Linked DNA regions of Mus musculus: regions 1, 3, 4 and 5 are each linked to region 2. Evidence: chromatin contacts called from public Micro-C and promoter capture Hi-C data. All regions are on one chromosome and are shown on one strand. The core of a region is the stretch at or near the end of the contact, and the rest is flanking DNA. Distances in the headings are between cores, read along the strand shown.

Region 1 (4,531 bases), core at 1,677-4,176, 290 kb before region 2:
TTCAAATCCCAGCAACCATATGGTGGCTCACAACCATCCGTAACGAGATCTGATGCCCTTTTCTGGAGTCTCTGAAGTCAGCTACAGTGTACTTACATATAATAAATAAATAAACCTTTAAAAAAAAGTGGCGAGAGGCTAGTTCGGTGGCTCAGTGGCTCAGGATGCTCGCTGCTTCTACAGAGGAGCAGAGTCATGTCCCCAGCGCCCACGCTGGGTGGCTCAGAGCTGCCTGTAACTCCAACTCCGAGGAAGCCAATGCCTTCTTCTGACATTGCAGGCACCCACATGAGATGGCATTCACACACACACACACACACACACACACACACACTCACACACACACACACACACTCACACACACACACTCACACACACACTCACACACACACACTCACACACACACACACACTCACACACACACACTCACACACACACACTCACACACACACACTCACACACACACACTCACACACACACTCACACACACACACACTCACACACACACACACACTCACACACACACACACACACACACACACACTCACACACACACACACCCCTACCTGACAGATAAAATAAAAATATTAAATCTTCAAAGAAGGAGATGACAGGAATTGACAGGTGGCTATAAAAGGCAGAGAATGGCCATCAAACAACAATGGGTTTGTGTAGAATGCTAATTGAACAATATGGACAATATTTTTGTTGGTTTAGATCATGAAATACAGGACTGAATGTATGATTTCAGTATATATTTGGAAAGCTGCAGCGCACAAATCTATAAGAAGAGCAATGGCCACCTTCCTAAGGGTTTCTTTTACCTCCATACTTACTTTGTTATTGCTTGTTTTATGAACAAGTTCTCGGGTTTGTTCCAGGCCAGCCTCGATCTTGTCAGGCAGCTGAGGGTGGCCTCGGGTTTCTGGTTCTCCTGCTTCTACTTTCTGAGTGAGATAGCAGCCACACACACCCACTTCTGGTTTATACCATACTGGGGATTTGAACTCGGGGCTGTGGGCATGCTAGGCAAGCCCCCTACCAGCTGAGCCACAACCTCAGCCCTCACAGCCACACTCTAAAGCAACTATCTCATAAAAGGTCTCTTTAAAATTGAACCCAAATGTTCCCTCTTTGCATAGATAATCATTCATCAGAAGCAAACTCTAGGCAAAGCCGGAGGCCACAATGGAATTTCCAAATGAGAAATGTGGTAATTATTTTCTTCTGTTAATGAAAGGAAAAAGTGGGTTTTATTGTGCCAGCCTTCAACCATCAATTCATTCAATTCATTACCAAATGCTTAGTAGAAGGTAGCATCCTGGGTCTTCACCCTGGATGGCAGGCCCAGGACCACTTAGCCACTTTGTTGAGGGGCTCATTACTTTGAATTTGAAGGTATTTCTCCTTCAATTATATCATATGCCTGACAAATTCACAATACTTACCGTCTTAACACTCTGTGCCCACAACAAATGGTAAGTAGACTTCTGCCCTACGCCCTCTTGCCTCGAGCACCCCCAACACAATTAGGACAAACGCCTCCCCCCCACCACCGTGGCGGGGTGAATGTGGCTGCTCTCTCTCTCTCTCTCTCTCTCTCTCTCTCTCTCTCTCTCAAGACAGGGTTTCTCTGTGTAGCTCTGGCTGTCCTGGAACTCATTTTGTAGGCCAGGCTGGCCTTGAACTCAGAAATCCACCTGCCTCTGCCTCCCAAGTGCTGGGATTAAAGGCATGCGCCACTGTTTGTTTCCTGAGAAGCATCTCCAGGGATGGGAAGCTCCAATCTAGACCAGAACTGGGGGTGAGTTGAAAAGAGCATCCACAGTCACGCGTGTCATAATGATGTTCCAATACATGTTATATTTTCCAGGATGTGCTACAAAGAACACTGGCCTTGAGCGCAAGGGCCTGAACTTCCATTTCCAAGTCATGTGATCTCGGGCAAGTTCTTAGCCACTATGGACCTTATTATATAAACCCAGGAAAGGGATGTTGTGAGACCACAAACTAGAAACCAGTGTGAAAGGGTCCGGTTTATAATGTGCTAGGTATACGACGGTCAAAGCAGAGCCTTTGTTTTCTATCCTAAAGGAAGGAATGACCTACAGATCAGCCCAGGCCAATCACGCAGCGCTGTGCAGTCACAAAGCCCGCCCTCCCCCTGCTGCCGGAGCCCCAGCTCACTTTCCCACCAGAATCTGCAGCATGTTGCCATCTGCTGGGAAGAAGACGGTAGTGGACATCCAAGCATCCCTACCTAAACTGCAGGAAGCCAGAGTGAAGGAAATCCTAAAGAAAAGAAGGGTAGGAACTGGGCAGCGAACCTTTGACCTGTGAGACAGACAGGGCCCCCTCCATTGGCCAACAACTCGTCAGAATAATATTTCAATTCGCTTTTATTTTTTTAAAGTGATAGGATATTATTTAAGGAAAGAAATCCTGACACACCGTTGAACCTCGAGGATGCTATCTATGCTAATGAAGTAAGCTAGTGGGGAAAAAAATCTGGTTAAGAACATTGGGTGCTCTTGCAAAAGACCCTGGCTTAGTTCCCAATGCCCACATGGTAGCTCTCAACCATCTGTAACTCAAGTTCCAGGAGATCCAATGCCTTCTCCTGGCACCTTTCAGACACCACGCATGCGCATACTGTACGCACATACGTGCAGGCAAAGCAGCCGCACACACAAAATAAAATAAATCTTTAACAAGACAAACAAACAAAAATTGGCTCACAAGACAGCTCATCAGTGGGAGCAAACACAGAGATCGACAAAGATTTGTGTTTAATCCCAGAAACCCACATGGTGGAGGACAGAACTGGTTCCAACAAGTTAACCTCTGACCTCCACATGTGTGCTGTACAGCACTCAATAAATAAACAAACATGTAAAGAGAATGACAAATACTGCCTTGTTCCACTTCCTGGGTCTGTGTCTAAAGTTGCCGTAGACACAGGAAGTAGAATGGAGTTTGCCAGCACAGGGAGTGGGGCCAGGGATCATCTCTTAACGGGTTCTGAGGTTTGCCAAATGAAGCATTCTGGAAACGGATTGCGCAACAATGTAAATATATTTAACATCACTAAGTCACATGTGTAGAAATGGTTCAAATGCCCAAGAGACAGAGGAGGGCAGATCTCTGAGTTTGAGACCAGCCTGATCTACTACAGGGCAAGTTCAAGGACAACCAGGGCTACACAGAGAAACCCTGTCTTGAAAGACCAAAAAGACAAGACAAGACAAGACAAGACAAGACAAGACAAGAGAAAAAAAGAAAAGAAAAAGAAGAAAGCAAAAATAAAGAAAAGGGGTTCAAATAAGACAGGGTTTCTCTGTGTAGCCCTGGTTGTCCTGGAACTCACTCTGTAGGCCAGGCTGGCTTCGAACTCAGAAATCAGCCTGCCTCTGCCTCCTGAGTGCTGGGATTAAAGGCATGCATGAATGACCATTGCCCGGCTCAAGTGATAAATTTTGATCGCATATTTTACCTCAATAAAAAGCCCAATAAAAGACAATGGAGGTGTGCAACTCCACGCCAGAGAATCACAATAAATGCTGACTGAATAAAGATAGGCACACAGCCTCAGACATGGGGTGAAGGCAGCAATGGGCATTTCCATTGATTATTTTTTCCTTGTCTTTCCTGTTCTCATCTCAAGGCCAAAATTAATTAACTAAATAATTGATTTGAAACAGTGTTTCACTGTGTAGCCCTAGCTGTTCTGAAACTCACTCTGTAGACCAGGCTGGCCTCAAACTCACAGAGATCCACCTGCTTCTGCCTGCCCAGTGCTAAGACTAAAGGCGTGTGCCACCACACCTGGCTCAAACTTTTCAGATAAGTTAGAGGACAGTGTGGCACTTAGTTCAACTAACCAGAGCATCCTCCTAGAGGGCCTGGCTCTCCTGACCTCTAGTGGCAGTCACAGGCTACAGAGCAGAAAAATCCTGGATTATGGGAGTCTCCATAGTCATCTACGTGACCTTATGAGAGTAAAGAGACTTCTCTCCTGCAATTATAAACATACATAGATACAGAAATCATTATAAAGAGTGGCTCTCCAATGCCACATGGCCAGCAAGTGACCAGCAGAGGCTTTGCCTTCTCTATCAGGGCCACCTCTCCACAGAAGTAGGGAGAGAGGCAAGGTCCTCCTGAGGTCTTGTCAGCTCAACTGCTGCTTGGCAAAGGACAAAGTCTCCTTTAAGACACCCCAAGCCAGTGCCAGGCGTGGTGGCACACGCCTTTAATCCCAGCACTCGGGAGGCAGAGGCAGGCAGATTTCTGAGTTCGAGGCCAGCCTGGTCTACAGAGTGAGTTCCAGGACAGCCAGAGCTATAAAGAGAAACCCTGTCTCAAAAAAACCAAAAAAAAAAAAAAAAAAAAAAAAAAGACACCCCAAGCCCACCAGCCATGGCTGGGACAGGGTAACAGGCATGGGTTGAATGCTCAGAGCAGGATTAGCAGGTGTCAGGTCCCCTAGGACCATGATTCCAAACTGTAGTTCTCTCTTTGTCTCCTGGGT
Region 2 (4,981 bases), core at 1,953-4,452:
TCAGTAGAGGGCATTGGATCCTTGGAACTGTAGCTACAGTGGGTTGTTAGTGGCCATGACATGGGTGATGAAAATTAGTTGTGGGTCTTCTGCAAGAGCAACTAGTGCTCTGAACTTCAGCCCCCCTACATTTTTTTAAAGATTTATTTAGTTATTTTATATATGTTAGTATACTGTCTGTCTCTAGAGACATACCAGAAGAGGGCATCAGATCCCACTACAGATGGTTGTGAGCCACCATGTGGTTGCTGGGAATTGAACTTAGAACCTTTGGAAAAGCAGTTAGTGCTCTTAACCACTGAGCCATCTCTCCAGCCCCTCCCCCTCGCATTCTTAATATAAGTAAATAAATAACATGGTGCTTTACCTCCTGAAGTTAACTGTTTCTTTCTTTCTTTTTTTTTTTTTTTTGGTTTTTCGAGACAGGGTTTCTCTGTATAGTCATGGCTGTCCTGGAACTCACTTTGAACTCACTCTATAGACCAGGCTGTCCTTGAACTCAGAAATTTGCCTGCCTCTGCCTCCCAAGTACTGGGATTAAAGGCGTGCACCACCACGCCTGGCAAGTTAACTGTTTCAATAGAGCTAATTTGGCAAGTAATTATAGGAAACTCAATGAGTCTGAATTTCAGATGAACAATGAATAATTATTTTAAAAATGTCTGCCTGATAGTTCATGGATATATTAATACTAAAACACAACTCACCATTCATCTGAAATTCATGCTGAACTGAATGAATGCTTTTTAATTTTTCTCTGGAAAACCTATTTATAGAAATGTGGCTAACTCAGAGACGCTGAGGACCTAGCTCAGAGGTAGAGCACTGTGGCTTACTCAGAGATGCTGAGGACCTAGCTCAGTGCTAGAGCACTTGCAAAGCATGCCCAGGCTCTAAACTCAACCCCTAGATTTGTCAAAATGAGATAATAAAATCTATCCAGAATAACTGTAGGATAAAGACTAGGTGGTCCTTCATCTTTGCTCTAGTTGGTCACTGGACAGTTAGGGAACTTCCCACAAAGCCCTAGAATTGAGCTACCTTGTGACCAGATCCTGAACTATTTTTAGGCTGAAGTTTTCCAGGGATTGGGGGGGGGGGAAGAGTCATATTTTAAATTGTGGATTAAAGTATATATTTAAGAGAAGAGAGTAGTGTGTCATATGTTGACACAGTAAGGCCACTTCAGACACATCATTACTAGGCCTCTCTCCCCTACCCTAAGCAAATAAGGCAGAGATAAATAATGGCTGATTAATACAACAGAGCCAAAGGGCGCTTTTTAAATGTGTAGTTGAGCATGCCAAGAAAAGGAACTGAGATGGGAAAAACCTTGCAATAAATGAACAAAACTTACTGTGTTGTTTATTTTTTGAGACAGGGTTTCTCTGTGTAGTTCTGGCTGTCCTGGAACTTGCTCGGTAGACTCAAGAGACTTGCCTGCCTCTTGCTGGATTAAAGGTATGCGCCGGTATGAGCCGCTACTACTCAGCTACTGTTATTTGAGATCAGGGTCTCTTATAGCCTATCGGCTGACCTTGAACTCCTGATTCTCCCACCTCCACTTCCCAAGTCCTTGGATTATATGTACAAACCACAGTGTGCACAGGATTTTTTTTTTAAGCATTACTCATTTTCTTTTTTTTTTTTTTTTTAAAGATTTATTTATTTATTTATTATATGTAAGTACACTGTAGCTGTCTTCAGACACACCAGAAGAGGGAGTCAGATCTTGTTACGGATGGTTGTGAGCCAACATGTGGTTGCTGGGATTTGAACTCAGGACCTTCGGAAGAACAGTCGGGTGCTCTTACCTGCTGAGCCATCTCACCAGCCCCTCATTTTCTTATTTAAGGGATAATATTCCATTTGAATTCTCATTTTTGGGTTTGGTGACCTTCTAATAAATTTAGAATGTTGTTATATGAACTTTTGAATTAACTACTTGCAAAAAAATAATTTTGCTTGACAGGTGAACCTCTTCCTCATTCCCCATCTTTATCTTAAGAATTTCTTTAGTTCATCTTTCACCTATGGTTGTATTTAACCACTCCTGTGCCATCTCTGGTCCTGAGATTGTAATTCGTGTTAAACTGAAAGGGCAAACCTGACACCTGCCTATTTCAGGTTAGTTAATTACCACTAATGATAGAGGATAGTTTCCTGGAAAAGCACTCCATTGAAAAGGGGACTTTCAACTTTACCTGGTAAAATTCCAGTGCACTTACCCAGTTTCCTCACTGAGGTCAACTCAACTGAGGACTCCTGCACTATTGAAAGGCAGCTACTTCTGGACTATACTGTGGCTGCTGGTTAACAGCTGTGCATCTCCAGGCCTCCATTCTCAAGACCTTTGGCCTCACCCCTACCAATGAAATAAGATACTGCTACGTTTCATAATGTTTCTTGTGGCTTGCAAATGCATCTGGAACCAATGGACAGAGGACCTTCTCAATTTGATTTTGGCAATTTTCTTCTCACTTTCTTTTGGGAGTGGGGGGTGGGGATTGTTAGTGCTAGAGATTGAACCCAGAACTTGAAGAATGCAAAAAGCATACGCTCTACTATATGGCTACTATATCAGCTCAATTCTCTTTTCACCTCTCCGCAACCCCCTAAACCCAAGTGTCCTATCAGCTTGAATAATTCTGCCTTTTTTTTTAAACCGATAGGCTGGGGGTGGTGGTGGGGGTGGTGGTGAGTGTCAATTAGAAAACTGAATTGGAGAATAGAAGGGTGTATCAACATTTTTGGAAAGGGCAGGTGCACCGATAAAACCCCACAGACAACCTCCTTCCAGACGTCCAGTCCAATCGTGGGTTCCCTCACTTGAACAGGGAACTGGGCGCCCCAGGAGGCAGCGAGCAGCGCTGGGCGAGCCGCTGTCCCTCCAGGGAAGGAGGGTGAGCCCGCAGGCCGGCTGCCACTCTGATTGTTACGCGTGTCCAACTTCAGAGTGCGGCGTGCCGGGGGTGCCCCGTCGCCGCCATCCTGAGCCAACCGTGGTTCGGCGCGGTCAGCGGCCGCTGCAAGCCGCCGCCCGCCATCTCCGGGCAGCCGTCCGCGGGGGAGGGGCAGCTGGCGCCCGCGTTCTCCGGCCCGGCGGCCGGCGGAAGAGCCCCGCACCGCGGAAGCGCGACCGCAGCTGGGGATCAGCTGCTGGAGGCGGCAGGGAGGCGGAGCCTAGGGGGGAAGGGGAGGGAGGGACGCGACCGTGAGGAAGCCGCGAACGCCGCCGACCGACCGTCTGCACACCTCGCTCCGTCTGCCATGGCTGGTTAAAGAAGCCTCCGGCTCGCTGCGCGCGGGGAGGGACGGGACGGGAGGGGAGCGGCGGCCCGGCGTGCGGCCGAGGGAGGGGCGGCGGCGCGAGCTGCAGCGGCGGTGGCGGCGGCGGTTCCAGCATGAAGAGGAGAGCTGGCCTGGGGGGCAGCATGAGGTCAGTGGTGGGCTTCTTGTCCCAGCGGGGCTTGCATGGGGACCCCCTGCTCACTCAGGACTTTCAGAGGAGACGCCTGCGGGGCTGCAGAAACCTCTACAAGAAGGACCTTCTCGGCCACTTCGGCTGTGTCAATGCCATTGAATTCTCCAACAATGGAGGCCAGTGGCTGGTCTCAGGTAAATCAACCCCCTTCCTTCCCCTCCCCGCGCCTCCCGCTCCCCTTCCAGCTGCCCCTTCCCCTTCCCCGCCACCCTCCTGCTGCCCTGCGTCCCCACCCCCGCCCTTCTCAACCCCTCTCCAGCGGTGGGAAGATTTGGTGTGAAATTAATACCATTGCAGGGGGAGGGAGGAAGGGAGGGGGGAGGGAAGGAAGAAGGGGAAGGAGAGGAGGATGTCTTCTATATATATAAAAAAAGACCTAAAATGGTTGACAGGTCTTTAATGTGCTTTATCCCAAGTGCAAAGTGGTCCCTCCAGATGCCTGCCCCACCAGTGTGGGTCGGGGAGGGGGACGAGGTTACGGTTTGACTAAGTTGGTTGGCAAACTCTTCCTCTGCGTAGTTTAAAAGGTGCGGGGGGCACTGGGGGGAGGGCTGGCCGGGGGGGGGGGGGAGACCAAGGCTCGCCAAAGGCCAGGCGAAGCTCGAGCCCCAGTCCTCGGTGTCATGGAGAAAAGGGGCCTCGGAGCCGGAGGCCGGCGGTGACAGAGCCGGACACCGTGGGGCCAGCGGGGTCGGGCGGGTGGTGACGGGTAGCAGAGAGGCGTCCCCTCCCCCTGGCTCTCTCAGGGCCCAATCCCATCTCCCAGCACGCAGTGGTAGCCTCTTCAGCGTCTTGTTTTTATTATGGTTCCGAGAGTGGCGAGGGCTCTAGCGACCTAGGGACACCAACCAGCCTGAACTTGGATGCGCTGTTCGGGAGGCAGGGCTTCAGGAGGACCCCCCGGGAGACCTACTGGCGGGAGGCGGGCTCCAGGACCCCCTTCACCCGCGCGGCTCCTGTTGCAGGGCTGCTCGCCTCCTCCCCCACCCGGTTCAGCTGGGCCTACTTGCCTCCAGGGTCTCCCCGCTGGGGTGGGGGAAAGTGGTGCAATCGAGGCCGGGGCTCCGGCCGGGCGGTGTAGGCCTTGCTCTCTCGGGGCTCCTAGCGACAGGCAGCTGAATCGATAGCCTATTGCTCCGGGGGGGGAGGCCGGACCCGAGCGGCGGCGGCGACGGTGGCAGCGGCGGCGCCTGCGTACGCCGCGGCAGGGTCGCTGGCTGCCCCCGCTCCTCCCCTGGGGTCGCGGCCCCGGGTGTGGGCGGGTGGGGCTGGGCTCTTGCCCGAGAAGGGGCGGCTCCCTGAAACCCGGCTGCGCTGTGAAGGGCCTAGACCAGATCGGGCGTTCCCGCTCGCCTCCTTCCTCGACCCTTTTTCCTATACTGGGAGGGTTGGGCGGGGGGGGGGGGGGGGGCAGCCCTGGACGTGGCGCTTAACTTCATCCAGGTGGATACCTGAATGGCTTTCTAATTTGCGTCAGTGGGCAGCTTTCCAGAAACT
Region 3 (5,116 bases), core at 1,542-4,041, 320 kb before region 2:
CTGACTGCTCTTCCGGAGGTCATGAGTTCATAAACATCCGTAATGAGAAACAAAAAACAAAAAAACTATGGACCAGAGTGAGTGGGGCTGGAACAAGAGGGAGAAGGGAGGTGGGGGGAGGGGGGGAAGTGTCTCACCTGTAACATAAGCCCATTTAATGTGTACTGTCCACCTGGTCCCACTGTGATCAAAAAGACAAACCCCATGTTCTTTCTTTCTGTAGATGAGAAACAGGTCCTCTATCAGCATCTATGCACCACAGGGGCTAACTTGCTAGCTTGTGAGGTTCAAGCCTTACAACTCCTAACATCATTGCCTAAGAGTTGCATCAATACCTCCTACTTCCTCGATCACCATTGCACTTTGGCATCTGCTCCCCGTACAACGTGGTGGGATGTTTGCCAGTGTCACTCAGTCTGATGACTGTTACTTTGGATATTTGATTCCAGAAGAAACCCATTTGGACTTCTGTAGCCTTTAGTACTTGAATCACGTTCTTCTGAGCGCTCTCCTCACATAGCAAGCACACTCTCCTTCCGTTCCTTATTGGTCTCATCCATGGGTCTGCTTTTTCTTTGAAATCCTATCACTGATATCCTGTTATCAACCCATCTTTCCTATCTTCGTGGTCTCACACATATTATTCATTCTAAGACCTGTCTTAGTTGGGGTTTCCATTGCTGTGATGGAATACCATGACTAAAAGCAATTTGGGGTGGAAAGATTTTATTTCTGCTTACAGTCATATTTTTATCATCAAAGGAAGTCAGGGGCTGGAGAGATGGCTCAGTGGTTAAGAGCACTGACTGCTTTTCCGAAGGTCCTGAGTTCAAATTCCAGCAACCACGTGGTGGCTCACAACCATCCATAATGAGATCTGACGCCCTCTTCTGGTGCATCTGAAATCTGAAGACAGCTACAGTGTACTTATAATAATAAATAAATTTTTTTTTTTTTTTGGTTTTTCGAGACAGGGTTTCTCTGTATAGCCCTGGCTGTCCTGGAACTCACTTTGTAGACCAGGCTGGCCTCGAACTCAGAAATCTGCCTGCCTCTACCTCCCCAGTGCTGGGATTAAAGGCGTGCGCTACCACACCTGGCTAATAAATAAATCTTGAAAGAAAGAAAGGAAGAAAGAAAGAAAGGAAGAAAGAGAGAGAGAGAAAGCGGAAGTCAGGGCAGGAACTCAAGGTAAGAAGACGAGAGGCTGCTGCTTACTGGCTTGCTCCTGAACGCTTACTCAGCCTGCTTTCTTACACACTCCAGAATCACCAGAGGTGAAACCACCCACAATGGGCAGGCACCCCCTCATCAATCGCTAATTAAGAAAATGCAAGTCTTGCCTTCAGAGTAGTCTGGGGGTGCATTTTCTCAGTTGAGGTCACCTCTTCTTAAATGACTCTAGCATGTGTCAAGTGGACAGAAAACTAGCCATCACAGGGACCTTACATAGATGGTGACATCCTCGATCTAGTTCCAGTCCAGACCTCTAGTATGACTTAACCAGCCACCTGTTGGATGGTCCTACTCTAATGACGGAGAGGGGCAACTGCCCATAACTGGCATTCCATACCAGCTAATCTTCCCTCCTGGATCCACGCTTTCCGTGTCTGTCTGTCTGTCTGTCTGTCTGTCTGTCTGTCTCAGCATCCCACTGCTCCAGGCAGCCATCCTTGATCCCTCACTTCACACACTAGAGCCAAGCTTTGAGTGTGGTTCCTTCCACTGTATTTACAAACCCCCACCTTCCTCCTTTCCTACCACCGCTCCCTTTCTGGTTCCAACATTCCCTGTGCTGGGTACCTGCAGTGCCTCCCCAACTGCTTCCTTAGTCTCTTGGGCCTTGCCCTGTTGTTGCTAGAGTTATGTTCCTAAAAAGTCTATCTGCGGCATTATTTCCTTGTTCAAAACCTTCCCTTTCCAAAACAAAACAAAACAAAACAAAACAAAACAAAACAAAAACTTTACTTTCCCCTCATGGTTTCCTTTGTTTGCTTGTTTAGTTTCTCTGTGTAGCCCTGGCTGTCCTGGAACTCTGTAGCTCAGGCTGGTCTTGAACTCACAGAGCTCCACCTGCCTCTGCCTCCTGAGTGCTGGGATCAAAGGCGGGCATCACCACCAACCAGCCCTTCGGATTCTTTAGCATCATAGTTCACCACACTCTCTAATGCTACACCTCCCCCCCCCCCCCATTCCTTGGAGGATTCTAATCTGGGATGTCTTTGGCCACTACCACTCACGATGGAAGGGTAGGATGAGGTGTCATCAAAAAGCACTCATTACATGGCATCGATCAGGATCAGTCTCATCGTATGAAACTAGCGACTCGGAAGCAGCATCCGCTGGTCACTTGTGTTCTGCCGCCTGAACCCGTGTGTTTTTGTCGACTGTTTTTAGTTATTTAGGTGAGCAAACAAGGTAATGGCAATTTCATAATGTGGCATCATTCTTTGTTCTCATTCGTTCTCCCATCTTAGCTTTCCTTAAATAAATAAAAATCACTATTTGGACCAGGTGCCCTCTTTCTACCCAATTACTTGCTGACTTGTTGGTCTGCTTAAGATCCCTTTGAGAAATATACTGATTCCTTCATTGTACCCGCCTAAGGTGCCCAAAGACTAGATTTCTGGTGATAACTGCTATGTCCACATCTCTCTGTATTACGTATGTATGCATGCATTCATTTATATGCATACATGTGTAGTTACTGTATTTTTAATTGCTTTGTCGTCCTCTAAGCAAAGAAATGAATACCCTTAAGTGGCCACCAGGAGGCGCCAGGAGCAGCGAGAGACCTGCGGTACCTTGGCGGTAGAGGTGGAGATGGATGCAGAGGCGAGGGAAGAACCCAGCTTCCTTTTTTAAGAATCAGTTGTGAGCAAGGGAGCAGAGCTACGTTATTTTAGGGAGACTTTGTCGCACTCCCCCTCCCCCGGGTAGGTAGCGTCTGGGATGTGTGCTCCCAGTTCGTAGTCTCCCATGGAGAGACGCTGGCTGCTGCAGCCGGCAGTAACCCGACCCCGCCGGCGCAGGGACTGAAGAGGCGCCGGGGAGAGCAGCGAGAGGCGAACAAAAGCCCTCGGCAAGGGGGCCGGAGCCCGGACCTGGGGTAAGTGAACCCGCTCGGAGACCTAGCAGCTCCCAGAATGGAGCGGCAGGGTTTACGGCGCTCTAAGAGCCCACTCCCCTGAGATGCGGTGCGGAAACTGGTGAGCATCAGCGGCTGATGTCTGAGTCCACCATACTGGGGTTGATGGTACCTTTAACTACACATTCGGCCTTGGAGATCGGGTGCATCTGGGAGGATTCAGGTGCCTTGTGCATCTTGAGCAAACACCGGGTGGGGGCTGGAGGAAGAGGAAGGCAGAGAGCTCCCAGCAAGCCCCGCTGGAGAGGCTGGAGAAAGAATCCATCACTCCACTCGGAGAAGCCTTTGGAGACTCTTTTCAGCCCTTCCATCTCCCGGGGGCCCTGCGCTCCGGGTCCTTTTGGTAGAGAGAAATCAACCATAAACTTCTTCCTAGGCAACTGGGGCCCTCGCAGCAATGCACTTTGGCATGCACAGGCCCCTTCCCCTTTTGTGTTCTTGCAAAGCTGCATCCCAGCAGCCCGCCTAAGCTACAAACAAATAGCTAATCCTCCGGGGAATCCTCCAGCGCCTCCCTCGCTGGCTGCAGCCTTCCTTGCACTTCAATCTTTGCAGGAAGGGGATGCAGCTAGTGGGCCTCACGCCAATGTGGTCTCCTGAAAGGCCCTGCATTCTAGGTCTGAGGGAGACTGAGGCTGCTGTCTAAGGCCCAGCGTCCCCCCACCGCAACTGCCCAGCCTGAGTTTTTGGGGCATCAGTTTTAGGATTTACGTTCCATCAGGCCCCTGAGCCTAATCTGAAATCGGATTAAGTTGGGAGGGGTAAATATGGCTGAGGAGGGAGGAACAGCTCACAGATCCTCTATGTCCCCCCGCCCCTCTGTCATCTCAGGGACTCCAACAAAGAACGAGGTTCAGCTATGGTGGACCCGGTGCCAGAAGAGGAGAAAGAGGGAGCGGAGCCCGGTGGCTCTGAAGGGGATGAGGCCACAGCGTCCGAGCCCCCCGATGCCCAGGGAGCCCAGCAGCCGGCTGCCTCCTCGGCCTCCGCCTCCGCGGCGGCGCCCCGTAAGGCTGAAGTCCCCTGCGGGGCAGAAGGTGGACGTCGGGAGCAGTCTCCGTTGCTGCACCTCGATCTCTTCAATTTCGCCTGCCCCGAGGCAGAGGGCAGCCGCTACGTCCTGACCAGCCCCCGCTCTCTGGAGGCCTGCGCCCGATGCGCGGTCAAGCCCGTGGAGCTGCTGCCTCGGGCCCTGGCCGACCTGGTGCGCGAGGCCCCGGGCCGCTCCATGCGCGTGGCCACCGGCCTGTACGAGGCCTACGAGGCGGAGCGCCTGGCCAAACTGCAGCAGTGCCGCGCCGAGCGCGAGCGCATCATGCGCGAGGAGAAGCGGCGCCTGTTCACACCGAAGGGTCCGGCGGCAGCCCCGGCCTCGGCCTCAGCCTCAGCCTCAGCCTCGGCCCTGAGCGGGGGCAGCAGCAGCAGCTGCAGCAGCAGCAGCAGCCTCCCGGCCTCGCCCGCCTCGCGAGTTGCTCGAAGGACTTCTCCCAGTCCCCCCGCCAGGAGCCGGCCTCCGCCCGCCGGTTCTCGGACAGGTAGAAAGAGCCACTCGCTGGACTCGCTCTCCCGCCGGAGGGACGGTGCCCTGAGCTCCGAGTCCGGGGCCTCGTCGTCGTCCTACAGCGGGGAGAGCCTTCGGGAGCTTCGCTGGCCACCTCGAGCTTCCGCCAGGAACAGCTGCCCCGCGGGCTCGGCGTCGTCTGCACCTAACCCACTGGGCCGCCCTTCGGCCCTTGCTCTGGTTCCGCTCACGGCCCGCAGCTTCAGCCTCGGAGACCTGAGCCACTCGCCGCAGACAGCCCAGCATGTGGAGCGCATCGTCCGCCAAGTGCGCGCCGAGCGAGGCCTGCGCGGGGTACCCGAGCGCGACCGCAAGATCGCCGCCCTCATGCTGGCCCGGCACCAGGAAGAGCGCCTGTTGCTGGAGCAGCGCGCCGCGGCCCACGGCCAGTGGGAGCAGCAGCGCGT
Region 4 (5,022 bases), core at 1,223-3,722, 350 kb before region 2:
AAACCACAGAGTGCTGAGGTCTTGCCACCTACCAGGCTGCAGGACCTTTTTACCTGGCTTTCTCTTTTCAGTGAGCTTGAATGCTGGCTCTGGAGAAGCTGGACTCAACAAGTCAAACTGACACCTGGTGGGCTTGCTCTCAGGACTGCATACCCTGAGCCTTTTCTATAGCAGAAGGTGAGGATTTTTTTCCTCTCTCATTCCTACTACAATATCCAGAGTCCCTCTGTAGACAGGAATCCCATCTACAGGGTCAGTCTCGAACTGATAACTGTTCTTCCTTTTAAACTTAATGGGTACAAAGTTCCTTAAGCAGCAAACAGTGAGCCAGGCATGGTGGCTCACACCTTTAATCTCAGCACTCGGGAGGCAGAGGTAGGCGGATTTCTGAGTTTGAGGCCAGCCTGGTCTACAAAGTGAGTTCCAGGACAGCCAGGGCTATACAGAGAAACCCTGTTTCGAAAAAACAAAAAACAAACAAAAAGCAGCAAACAGTAATGAAAACTAACACCATAAATCAAAATAAACTAAATTAAAAGTTGAGCACCATGAAAATCTGTCTGGTTTCAGTTTTAATCATCCCAGTATCTATAAAACCAGGTAACGACTGGCATATGCTGTGTATGATATGAAATTTAAAAAAAAAAGTGAACTAGTATTGTGCAACCTACCATTACTGGGCTTCCAGGAGCAAGTTAGGGATGCTTATCATCAGAGAAAGAGCCTCAAACAGTGGTGTTTTGAGAAGAATCTAGACACTCCAGAACTTACATTTGTGGCTTACATTATTTAACATGTGTAACTTTCATCTCAACTGAAAAAATAAGGATAATATCGGCCCTACCTCAAATATTATTACATGAGATCAAAAGTGAAACTTGGGCCAGTGTGATAGCTCAGAGTGGAGAAGCACCAGACGTGATCACCAGAGTTCAATTGCTGGGAGGTAGAAAACTGGCTCCTGCAGTTTGTTCTTTGACCTCCACACCAGCACAAGTTCACACACTCAAACTCACACACGCTAAATGAATTTAGCTTGGGACACAATAAACCCTCAACAAGTTTTCCACAGTATCACCACCTTATGAAGTGATTCCTTTATTGAAATACAGGAATCCACTCCCACCCCCAACTCAAGACAGTTCTCATTTCTACTTGAATGTGCATCTAATGAAAAATGCAAAGCTCAGAAAACTAAGAAGTCAAAGCCAAGGGCATGTCTCTACTAGTCTCCACTAGATGGTGACAGCCTGGGTGTAGAATTCCCAGAGCACAAAAGTGTGTGTGTGTGTGTGTGTGTGTGTGTGTGTGTGTGTGTATGTGTGATTTTATTATTATTATTATTAACCAAAGGGATTCTAACACCAAAAACCGATTGACCAGTGAAAAGTGGAAAGTCACTGCGGATCTTGCAGATCTAGAAAGGACTAAATACCCATGGCTTAACTGAAAAGGATAATGTCCCCGCACCTCTCTTCGAACCCCAACCAACAAGAGCAACAAAGGGCAGCACACTACCTTGTCACCAAAGAAGTGTGTGGCAACAACATTGGGCCTCTGCTGAACTAATGTAAAGTTCCCAATGAACTTAATGCCTCTTTGGGATCCCCGGCCTTGCTGCCCTCCCAATTCCGTTACAGGTAAGTTTTTCCACCATGGTGGCTGTCCCGGGAGGGACCATCAGTCTCACAAGTAAGAAAGTCTATATGTAGTTACAGTAAAACCGAAACAAAACAGGAAATGGGTTCGGCAAGTTTCAGCCCACATAATAAGAAAAGTTTTTGCGACTGAAGAGGCGACCAGGCGCTGGGGCTCCAGAACGCTCCCGCGCACAGGCGAGCGGCTGCAAGGTTTCCTCAGGAAACCCACCTCGGCCAAGCCGGTCCCGCCGTGCGGAACCGCGGCTTCGCTGGACTGGAGGGCCTCCGCCTTGCAGCGCGCTCCACCGAGCCCGATCTGCTCTCCGCTCTCGGGCACCGGCACAACCACGCCGCCGCCCTCGGAGCGGCCCGACCCGGCTACTCCCGCGCGGCTCGCAGTGCTGACACCGGCCGGCGCGGTAGCAGGCGGCCGCGCAGAAGGCCCGCGTCCCTGAGGAAGTGCTTGCCCGCCAGTGCCCTGACAACCGGCCCCGCGCGCCGCTGACACAAAGCCGGCCCCTCCAGCCCGGGCGGCGGTGACAACTCACCCGGGAGCGGCGCCGAGACCTCCGGGAAAGGGGGCGCTAGCAGCTCCCGCGTCGCCGAACCCGCTCCGCCGCTGAGCGCGCCCGCCTGCCTGCACTCCCTGTCGGGTCCCCCGCGACGCCTCGCGTGCCCTGGTCTGGCTCACGCGGCCGGGCGCTGACGAAGGAGGAGGACGAGGACGAGGACGCGAGCGGTGGCCGGCTCCTGAGGATGGAACGCGGCGGCGGTGGCGACGGCTGCGCCAGCGTCACTGGCCCAGCTGTACGACGCGGGCGGGGGAGGCCCCGCAGAGGGGGCAGGGCAGGGACGAGGCCTGGGCGGGGTCAGGCACGCACGCAACAAGCGCAGGCGTCGCGCCGCTGCGACCGCCCCGAGGAGTCACGCGCACGCGCCTCTGACCTTGTCTGACACGCCCCTGGCGGCGGGGGGAGGGAACCTTAAAGAGACAGTCACTCGAACTGCTCTGGCTGTAATACTCTAGTTAAGCCACCTTCCTAGAGGGCCCTCCGGTTCTTTTACTGTTATTGTTTGGTTATTATTTGGATGTTTTAATTACTGTCATTTGCAAGGAAGTATACTGTTGTTTAAGAGCCTCTTCTACACACGTCGCCCATTTAGGTCTTGAATCGCTTGCCTGACCTATCTTCAAAGCAGGTTATTATCTCCCTATTAAGCTGTACTCTAGGTTAGGGTGTGTAACTTAACTATCTCAAAAGTGTCCCGAGGGGGTTAGGTGGGGGTGGAAATGTAGATCAGGCCATTCTGATTCTATAACGCTGGGGTGGGCTTCAGGAATCTTTTTAATGGGTGTCCCTGAGTGCTATTTCTGCGCACTCAAAAACACCTGGCAGATCTTAAATGGAGGAAACTGACATTCCAGCGAGGCCTGGGGAACCTAGAGCTGCAGGCTTGGCCCCTAGCTTTTTGCTCTGCTTCTGAGCCTCCTTGAATTGCTTTCAAGCGCGTCTTAGGTGAGCAAATTGAGCACTGGTCAGCTGCATCCATTTAACAGTGACTCTCACTACAGAGGGGTGGCCATATGACAGTAGGAACTATCTCTTTGTGCCTAGGTACTTGGTACTAGGTACTTGGCCTGTCTTAGAGGTGCTCAATAAATGTTGAAGCACTCCTTGAAAATCAGTGACTCATAAATTAAGAAGGCCTGTTAGCCTTTTCTTTTTTTTTTCTTTCTTTCTTTTTATTTCTATTTATTTATTTATTTATTTATTTATTTATTTATTTCGAGACAGGGTTTCTCTGTGTAGCCTTGGTTGTCCTGGAACTCACTCTGTAGACCAGGCTGACCTCGAACTCAGAGATCCGACTGCCTCTGCCTCCCAAGTGCTGGGATTAAAGGTGTGCCCCACCATGCCCAGCCTTTTCTTTTATCTGTGCAAGTGCCCTACCTAGGATCTACTGGAGTTTTTTGTTTCTTCTTCTTCTTCTTTTTCTTCTTCTTCTTCTTCTTCTTCTTCTTCTTCTTCTTCTTCTTCGTTCTCCTCCTCCTCCTCTTCTTCTTCTTCCTCTTCCTCTTCTTTCTTCTTCTTCTTCTCAGTTCTCCTCCTCCTCCTCTTCTTCTTCCTCTTCCTCCTCTTCTTTCTTCTTCTTCTTCTTCTTCTTCTTCTTCTTCTTCTCAGTTCTCCTCCTCCTCCTCCTCTTCTTCTTCTTCCTCTTCCTCCTCTTCTTTCTTCTTCTTCTTCTTCTTCTTCTTCTTCTCAGTTCTCCTCCTCCTCCTCCTCTTCTTCTTCTTCCTCTTCCTCCTCTTCTTTCTTCTTCTTCTTCTTTTTCTTCTTCTTCTTCTTCTTCTTCTTCTTCTTCTTCTCAGTTCTCCTCTTCCTCCTCCTCCTCCTCTTCTTCCTCTTCCTCCTCTTCTTTCTTCTTCTTCTTCTTCTTCTTCTTCTTCTTCTTCTTCTTCTTCTTCTTCTTCTTCTCAGTTCCCCTCTTCCTCCTCCTCCTCCTCCTCCTCCTCTTCTTCTTTTTCTTCTTCTTCTTCTTCTTCCTTTTCTGCCAGATACCCTTTGAACAAAGTTACACCTCAGGGCCTTTCACCTAGAAAGCTTCCAATAAAGGTGCTGTGAATTACTGCCACAACAACACACCCATCCCTTAGAGCAGTGGTTCTCTCAGCCTTAATGCTGTGATCCCCTTAATACAGTTCCTCATGTTATGACAAAACTCCCAACCATAAAACTATTTTTTGTTGCTACTTCATAACTATAATTGTGGTAGTATTATGAATCGTAATGTAAACATCTGTATTTTTTGATGTCTTAGGTGCCCCCTGTGAAAGAAAGGGTCCGGTTCAACCCCTTTCAGGGTCCCAAATCACAGGCAGAGGACCACTTTAGAAAGCTCCCCCCTCTCCCTGTGGGCCTAGGAGAAACCCCTGATGTATTCCCTTCTTTTTCCTTTCTTCCTCTGAAAAATAGACACCTGGCATCCTGCCTACTTACCCAGTCTGAGGGAGCTGCACCTGCCCAGACCATTAAGGGGGTTGAAAAACATCAGCCTGGCAGGATCTGGACAGCCTGTAATTCCGGCATTAGGGAAAGAGGTTGAGGCAGGAGGATTCCAAATACAAGGCTAGCTTCAGCTACAAAGCAAGATCCTGTCTCAGCAAAAGAAAAGATGAGAAATACTGCAGGACCGTAGCATAGCTTACTAAAACTTGTGGTCCTGGCAGGAAGACCCAAGAGACAAGAGAAAAGAAACAGGGAAAGGGTAAAGAAGAGCCCGAGCCCCACCAAACAGAAGGATGGGTGAAAAAAAAGAAAGCAAAGGAAGAAAGTGGGTATACAGACAGATCATGTCTTCTGAAAGGACAGCTGAGTCTCCA
Region 5 (4,603 bases), core at 1,225-3,724, 260 kb before region 2:
TGGAGGGCATTGGCTGCTCTGTCCCAAGCCTTCCTGTGGTCACTAATTATCTGAGGTCCAGAGACTGCACTTCACAAATGGGAAAGTGGAGCCCAGAGGCCCTACTGGGCAGCAAGAGGAGGCTGGCTGTGCATCACTCCTCTGTACCCAGACTTTCTGACTGGCTGTTACTGACTCAAGGGGAAATGGAGGATGGGGAGGTGATCCTCCCAGAGGAGGGGCCGTGAACAAAGACCTAGAGCTGGCAGGTAGGAGGTTTTCTGAGACCCAGAGGAGAGAGAGTCTGCACAGGAAGCTCTTGAGACAGAGGTGACAGCCTCTTTCAGAGGACACAGAACTAACTTGGTCCTGCAGTTACTGTTTTGACTTAGACTGACTGGTTTGGTTTGGGCCGCTGTGGGAACTGCTGTTGGAAACTTGGGGCCCCAACTCCAAGTGCCCTGGGCTATCAGCCTCAAATTAACTGTTTATGCAGGAGCCAGGCTCACCCGCCCCCAACCCCATACAGGGAGCCAGGACACTCAGCCTGGCACCTACCACATACCGGATGCAATCGGGTGAAGATGCCTGGCAGGGTAGTCTTAAATTAAATGAGGACTCAGAAGAGTACCTGGGATAGTCAGACCCAATGGAGAGAGATGGCTGCCTACAGTAGTGCTCAGGATATTCTGCTGGGAGTCAACAATAACCCCTCCCGTCCCCTCCCCTCCCCTACCTCTGCACTCACCACACACACACACACACACACACACACACACACACACACACACACAAGTGGCAGAGACAGAATGTTCTTGGCCCTCAGTGGCTGCCATCAGACAGTTCAGCCCTGTGAGTCTCTCATATAATCTTCACTCTGCACAGAGCCTTCACTTAAAACATCAGAGGAAAACTCAACTTGGGAGGCACTCAAGGGGGTCTGTAATCCATTAAGTCCCCAAGAGAAATCAGGCAGAAGTAATAAAAGTGTATGAAACCAGCTCTGTAAAACATGAAATCCCATCCACACCTCCATTTGTCCTGAGGTCTTACAGGAATATTAAATTATTCATCAAAATTGATCAGAACTAACCACTACCACACACACGTGATCTGCAGCCCTGAAAACATCAGAGGCCTTCAGACTCAAGGTGTGGGAGGGAGAGGGGGCTGTGCTTCCAAGAATGTTCATACCCTCCAGGGAGGGACCAGGACGAAGTCTGAGTCTTCTAGACACTGCAGGAAATCTGTGTTGACTTAATGATAAAAGCTGTGTAGAAAATGGCCTAGTGCACATGCAGTCAGCTTTGTGAGGTTCCTGCAAGCCCAGGTCTGGGAGTGCCCCTTCTCCCAACACTTGTCATGGCCATAGAAAGCCCTATTGGCATCTGGGCTTTCCTTTGGAGTTGGGGCAGAGAGCCTCGTGCTGATAATAGGGCAAGGATTGCCCAACACCCCCTCCCAACCAGTCCTTTGGACAGGACCAATATATCCTCTCTCCCACTCTAACTTCAGTGATGTCAGGGCACAGTTTCCAACACAACTCCTTAGAGAAGGTTTGTGATTCTCCTTTCTCCCGAGTACTTCAGAGTGGCAGTGGTCGGGCTTGCTCAAATACCATGTAAGGTTGAGGATGCGTGAAAGGATAGAGGAGAGAGACGCCCATTTCCCAGCCCACTTAAAGCCTCGGCCAAGGGATGGAATTGGCTGTGGAGGTCTCTGGAGAATCTGGTTGGGATGGGATTTCTCCTTCTGCAGACTGGCCCGACCTAACCTCAATCTCTAGCCCACATGCAGCCTCGCCACTTGGGACTCGCGACTTAGTTCATTCCACAGAGAATTCCCGGCATCTACCGGCCATTCTAGCTCTAGCGACCAATTAAAGTCGCATCTTCCAGGTGGGGGACAGCATAGAGAGAAACTGGCTGGGCAGGTCAAGGTCACAGCGGAAGGCTGAGGCAGGGCGGTGACTAGATGAGTGGGAGGGGTCCTGAAGCTCGGGGCTCCCTCCCGGGGTAGGGAGGGGTGGGGAAGGGAGGTCTCCCAGGACGCGGGGGACACAACTCACCGCCGGGACCACTTGGCCGAGGATCTCCCGAACGGCCGTTTCCACAGAACCCCGTAGAGCTGCACTTTGGTGCTGATGTCCAGCGCGTCCGCGTCCGCCTGCTCCAGGGACGGCGATGGCGACACGGAGTTGGACTTGGATGTGAACATCGTATCTCGAAGACTGTGCCCTGGCCGGGCCCACTCCCTTCGTGGGACTGGAAGGGACAGGGAGGACAGTGGGAAGCAGTGGGCACGGCGAGTGCAGGCAGCTGGGAACGCCGTCGGGGCGCGTATCCCGACGAGCGGAGCGGAGAGCGGAGGGGCGCGGGAAGCTTAGCCAGCGGCTGGGGCGAAGCTCCAGAGCGCTGTTGGCCGGGAGGGAACTCCGCGGGGAGGGCAGCTCCGCCGCAGGCTCGCAGCATCACCCCCCTCCTCCCCTCCCGTGCCTGCAGCCTCAATTCTGGTAGCCTGGATTGGCTGGGAGTGGCAGGTGAGCGGCTCAGGCCGGCAGCGAGCGCCAATCAGGGTTGGCGCCTACTGCAGGAACTAGCTCAGTGAGTCTGCAGGGTCCTGGTCGGTCACTCAGCCCGGGATTTGGCCACTACACCTCCCCACCCCCACTCAGGCGCCCAACGCTCCCCCAGTTCCTTGTGGTCCGTCCTGCCTTCATCAAAACGCTGGCCAGGTATGGTCAGTGATGAGCAGGAGTCACTCCGCTGCCACCTGCTCGCCTCTGGGCGTGGGAGTGGTGTTAGGGAACTGCGCTTGCCATTCCAAACTCCGGCTTTAAACGTCTCGACTAGCCGTTGGATCGTGTTTTTCTCACCTGTAAAGCGGAGACTCTCCTACCTCTTAGGGGGTAGGCTGGTGGTCAGCTAAGACTTCGGTAAGTGCCCAAGGACCAGCCTCGAAAAGAGGTCCCAGTAAGATTCATGGCCCTTCCCTGTCCCCGCCAAGTCTGCCTGGACCAGATCGGATTTCTTTTCCTGACACTTGGCAGTCTGTGTTGGCATTTGGCACTCAGTGTCAATCTCAAACTGTCAATGCAGTTTGTATTCATGATTTATCTGCGCGCCGCCTGTGCTCCCCAGGGCTACCTGTCTACTTCCGCTCTCGGTGTAGTGTAGGCATTTGTTGACCGCGTCACTTTATAGCCAGGCCTTGGGGACTACCTCACCTCCTACTCTGCAAGTGGAAAGACACTCCAAAGGCTGAAGGGTTTGTTTGCATTCTGGGGCCGCTCCCCTCCCTCTCCTCCTTCTGGACTCTTCAAGGTTGGAAAGCCACTGGCCCTCAGTGATTGACCTGTGCCCTTAGCGAAACCACTTTCCTCCCTCGGGATCTGTGATTCCTCTGTGTGAAACCGAGAAGTAAAAAATGCAACAGAACTCGCAAACAAATGGGTAATCTGAGAGCCAAATCGGTTTGCTCAGACTTTATGAATTTGCTCTTCACAAGCAACACTGAGGTATACTTAGTATGTTGGCTCTCGAGGACTAATTTGATAAATGCTTGCACCATGAGACCACCAACCAACACAAGAGAAAGCTCTTTCCAGCCCCTGTACCCTTCTCCAGTCAACCCATAATCACTTTTCTCAGTTTTCACCATTTGCTTAATGTCTTGAAATATTTGACCTGTGTTGTGGTAAATATTACTTGGGGGTTTCTACCCCACCTTAGATCATTAAGTTCCCAAATAAAAGGCACAAAACCTTTATATTTATAAGCCTTAAAGCAATAGAGCTGGGCAGATACCACCCCTCTATGTTATTTTATCTACTTACCTGTCGATAATCTCTAGATATCATTTGTCTTGTTCCTCTGCCTGGGCCACTCTCTAGCTGGCCAGCCCTTAGGGCCATGCACTCATGACCCACAGCCCCCATGGCACTTTCTTCTTCCTCTCTCTCTCCCCAGTGGTTTCTGCCTCAGATCCCAAGTCCTGGTTTCACCAACTTCTTTTCTGCTCAGTTACAGGCTGTGGGCACCTTTATTAACCAATGATGGATAAGTTGGAGGGCAAGGTTTATACAACAAAAGCTGGTATGTGTGAGGACCTTGTCTTGAGGCAATAAGACCTTGGGATACAGAATTTAGCATTTGAGTACAAGCAGCATCAGACTCACCCACCCACTATAGATCTGAATGCCCTAATGGGCATCCTCAGAAGACCTCAGCATCATAGAAAAGTGTTATCTTACCTGCCCAGCTTTTCTTTTCTATAGTCTACAAGACTATATACAAGTCTTACAAGCATTGAACCTGGGGCTTTGTGAATGCCAAGCATGTGCTCTACCATTGAATTACACCTCTGGTCCCTTGCAGGTCCTCAAGTTTATAATCTTGATGCCCAGACACTTTTCATACTTTAGGAATCCCGTTCTTTTTAGATACAAAAACAAAACAAACAAAACTTGCATCAAGAGCCTGTGTTCCCTGGAGTGGGCCATAAACACAAGGAAGCAGAAGGCTCAGGCAGGCACAGGCGCTTTTTCAGGGAAGGAGATGGCCAAGGTACCTGACTTACTTTGAATAGTTATGTGGCTTCTGGGCTGCCTTCCTGGTGCAGCAGT

What was found. Promoter capture Hi-C pulls out the DNA fragments that hold promoters and counts their contacts. A called contact is a pair of places that touch in the nucleus more often than the background predicts. Capture Hi-C pulls out chosen DNA fragments and counts their contacts.
Region 1: a promoter capture Hi-C map of hippocampal neurons shows a contact between it and region 2, with 3 times the contacts expected there. The contact joins the enhancer-like site here to the promoter of Dcaf5 in region 2. A contact is called at or near these places in 4 of 39 promoter capture datasets (hematopoietic stem and progenitor cells, hippocampal neurons, liver and 1 more), 2 of 15 datasets of contacts at CTCF or cohesin (embryonic stem cells and pro-B cells), 2 of 484 Hi-C or Micro-C datasets (both in embryonic stem cells), 7 of 115 datasets of contacts at active chromatin or transcription factors (T-cell acute lymphoblastic leukemia, embryonic stem cells, forebrain and 2 more) and 1 of 9 other capture datasets (pancreatic islet).
Region 3: a contact with region 2 is called in a Micro-C map of embryonic stem cells, with 4 times the contacts expected there. The contact joins the promoter of Ccdc177 here to the promoter of Dcaf5 in region 2. A contact is called at or near these places in 10 of 39 promoter capture datasets (the 3T3-L1 cell line, cranial neural crest, embryonic stem cells and 6 more), 3 of 484 Hi-C or Micro-C datasets (all in embryonic stem cells) and 1 of 115 datasets of contacts at active chromatin or transcription factors (embryonic stem cells).
Region 4: a contact with region 2 is called in a Micro-C map of embryonic stem cells, with 8 times the contacts expected there. The contact joins the promoter of Susd6 here to the promoter of Dcaf5 in region 2. A contact is called at or near these places in 4 of 39 promoter capture datasets (hippocampal neurons, liver and pre-B cells), 2 of 484 Hi-C or Micro-C datasets (both in embryonic stem cells), 2 of 115 datasets of contacts at active chromatin or transcription factors (memory CD8 T cells and pancreatic cancer cells) and 1 of 9 other capture datasets (liver).
Region 5: a promoter capture Hi-C map of liver shows a contact between it and region 2. The contact joins the promoter of Plekhd1 here to the promoter of Dcaf5 in region 2. A contact is called at or near these places in 1 of 39 promoter capture datasets (the 3T3-L1 cell line), 2 of 484 Hi-C or Micro-C datasets (the Patski cell line and embryonic stem cells), 8 of 115 datasets of contacts at active chromatin or transcription factors (T-cell acute lymphoblastic leukemia, craniofacial prominence, embryonic stem cells and 3 more) and 1 of 9 other capture datasets (liver).

Annotation. Positions count from the first base shown.
Region 1 is chr12:80,728,401-80,732,931 of GRCm38.p6, reverse strand. No RefSeq gene overlaps it. Among named protein-coding and RNA genes, the nearest start is that of Gm51986, 11 kb to the right of the region's middle. Within about 2 kb of position 2,926, at least 19 of the 459 cell types and tissues checked have an H3K27ac peak or open chromatin away from gene starts, as enhancers often do. A contact at or near this core is called in forebrain, hippocampal neurons and liver, where this site is marked.
Region 2 is chr12:80,434,822-80,439,802 of GRCm38.p6, reverse strand. Dcaf5 (DDB1 and CUL4 associated factor 5) reads left to right here and starts at 3,202. Exons shown (of 9, transcript NM_177267.5): 1 at 3,202-3,618. The coding sequence starts at 3,405.
Region 3 is chr12:80,758,390-80,763,505 of GRCm38.p6, reverse strand. Ccdc177 (coiled-coil domain containing 177) reads left to right here and starts at 2,791. Exons shown (of 2, transcript NM_001008423.2): 1 at 2,791-3,109; 2 at 3,980-5,116. The coding sequence starts at 4,008.
Region 4 is chr12:80,787,982-80,793,003 of GRCm38.p6, reverse strand. It overlaps Susd6 (sushi domain containing 6), which reads right to left and starts at 2,472. Exons shown (of 6, transcript NM_178682.4): 1 at 2,189-2,472.
Region 5 is chr12:80,690,472-80,695,074 of GRCm38.p6, reverse strand. Plekhd1 (pleckstrin homology domain containing, family D (with coiled-coil domains) member 1) reads right to left here and starts at 2,474. Exons shown (of 13, transcript NM_001177503.1): 1 at 2,048-2,474. The coding sequence starts at 2,196. It overlaps Plekhd1os (pleckstrin homology domain containing, family D (with coiled-coil domains) member 1, opposite strand), which reads left to right and starts at 1,123. Exons shown (of 3, transcript NR_037995.1): 1 at 1,123-1,130; 2 at 2,615-2,914.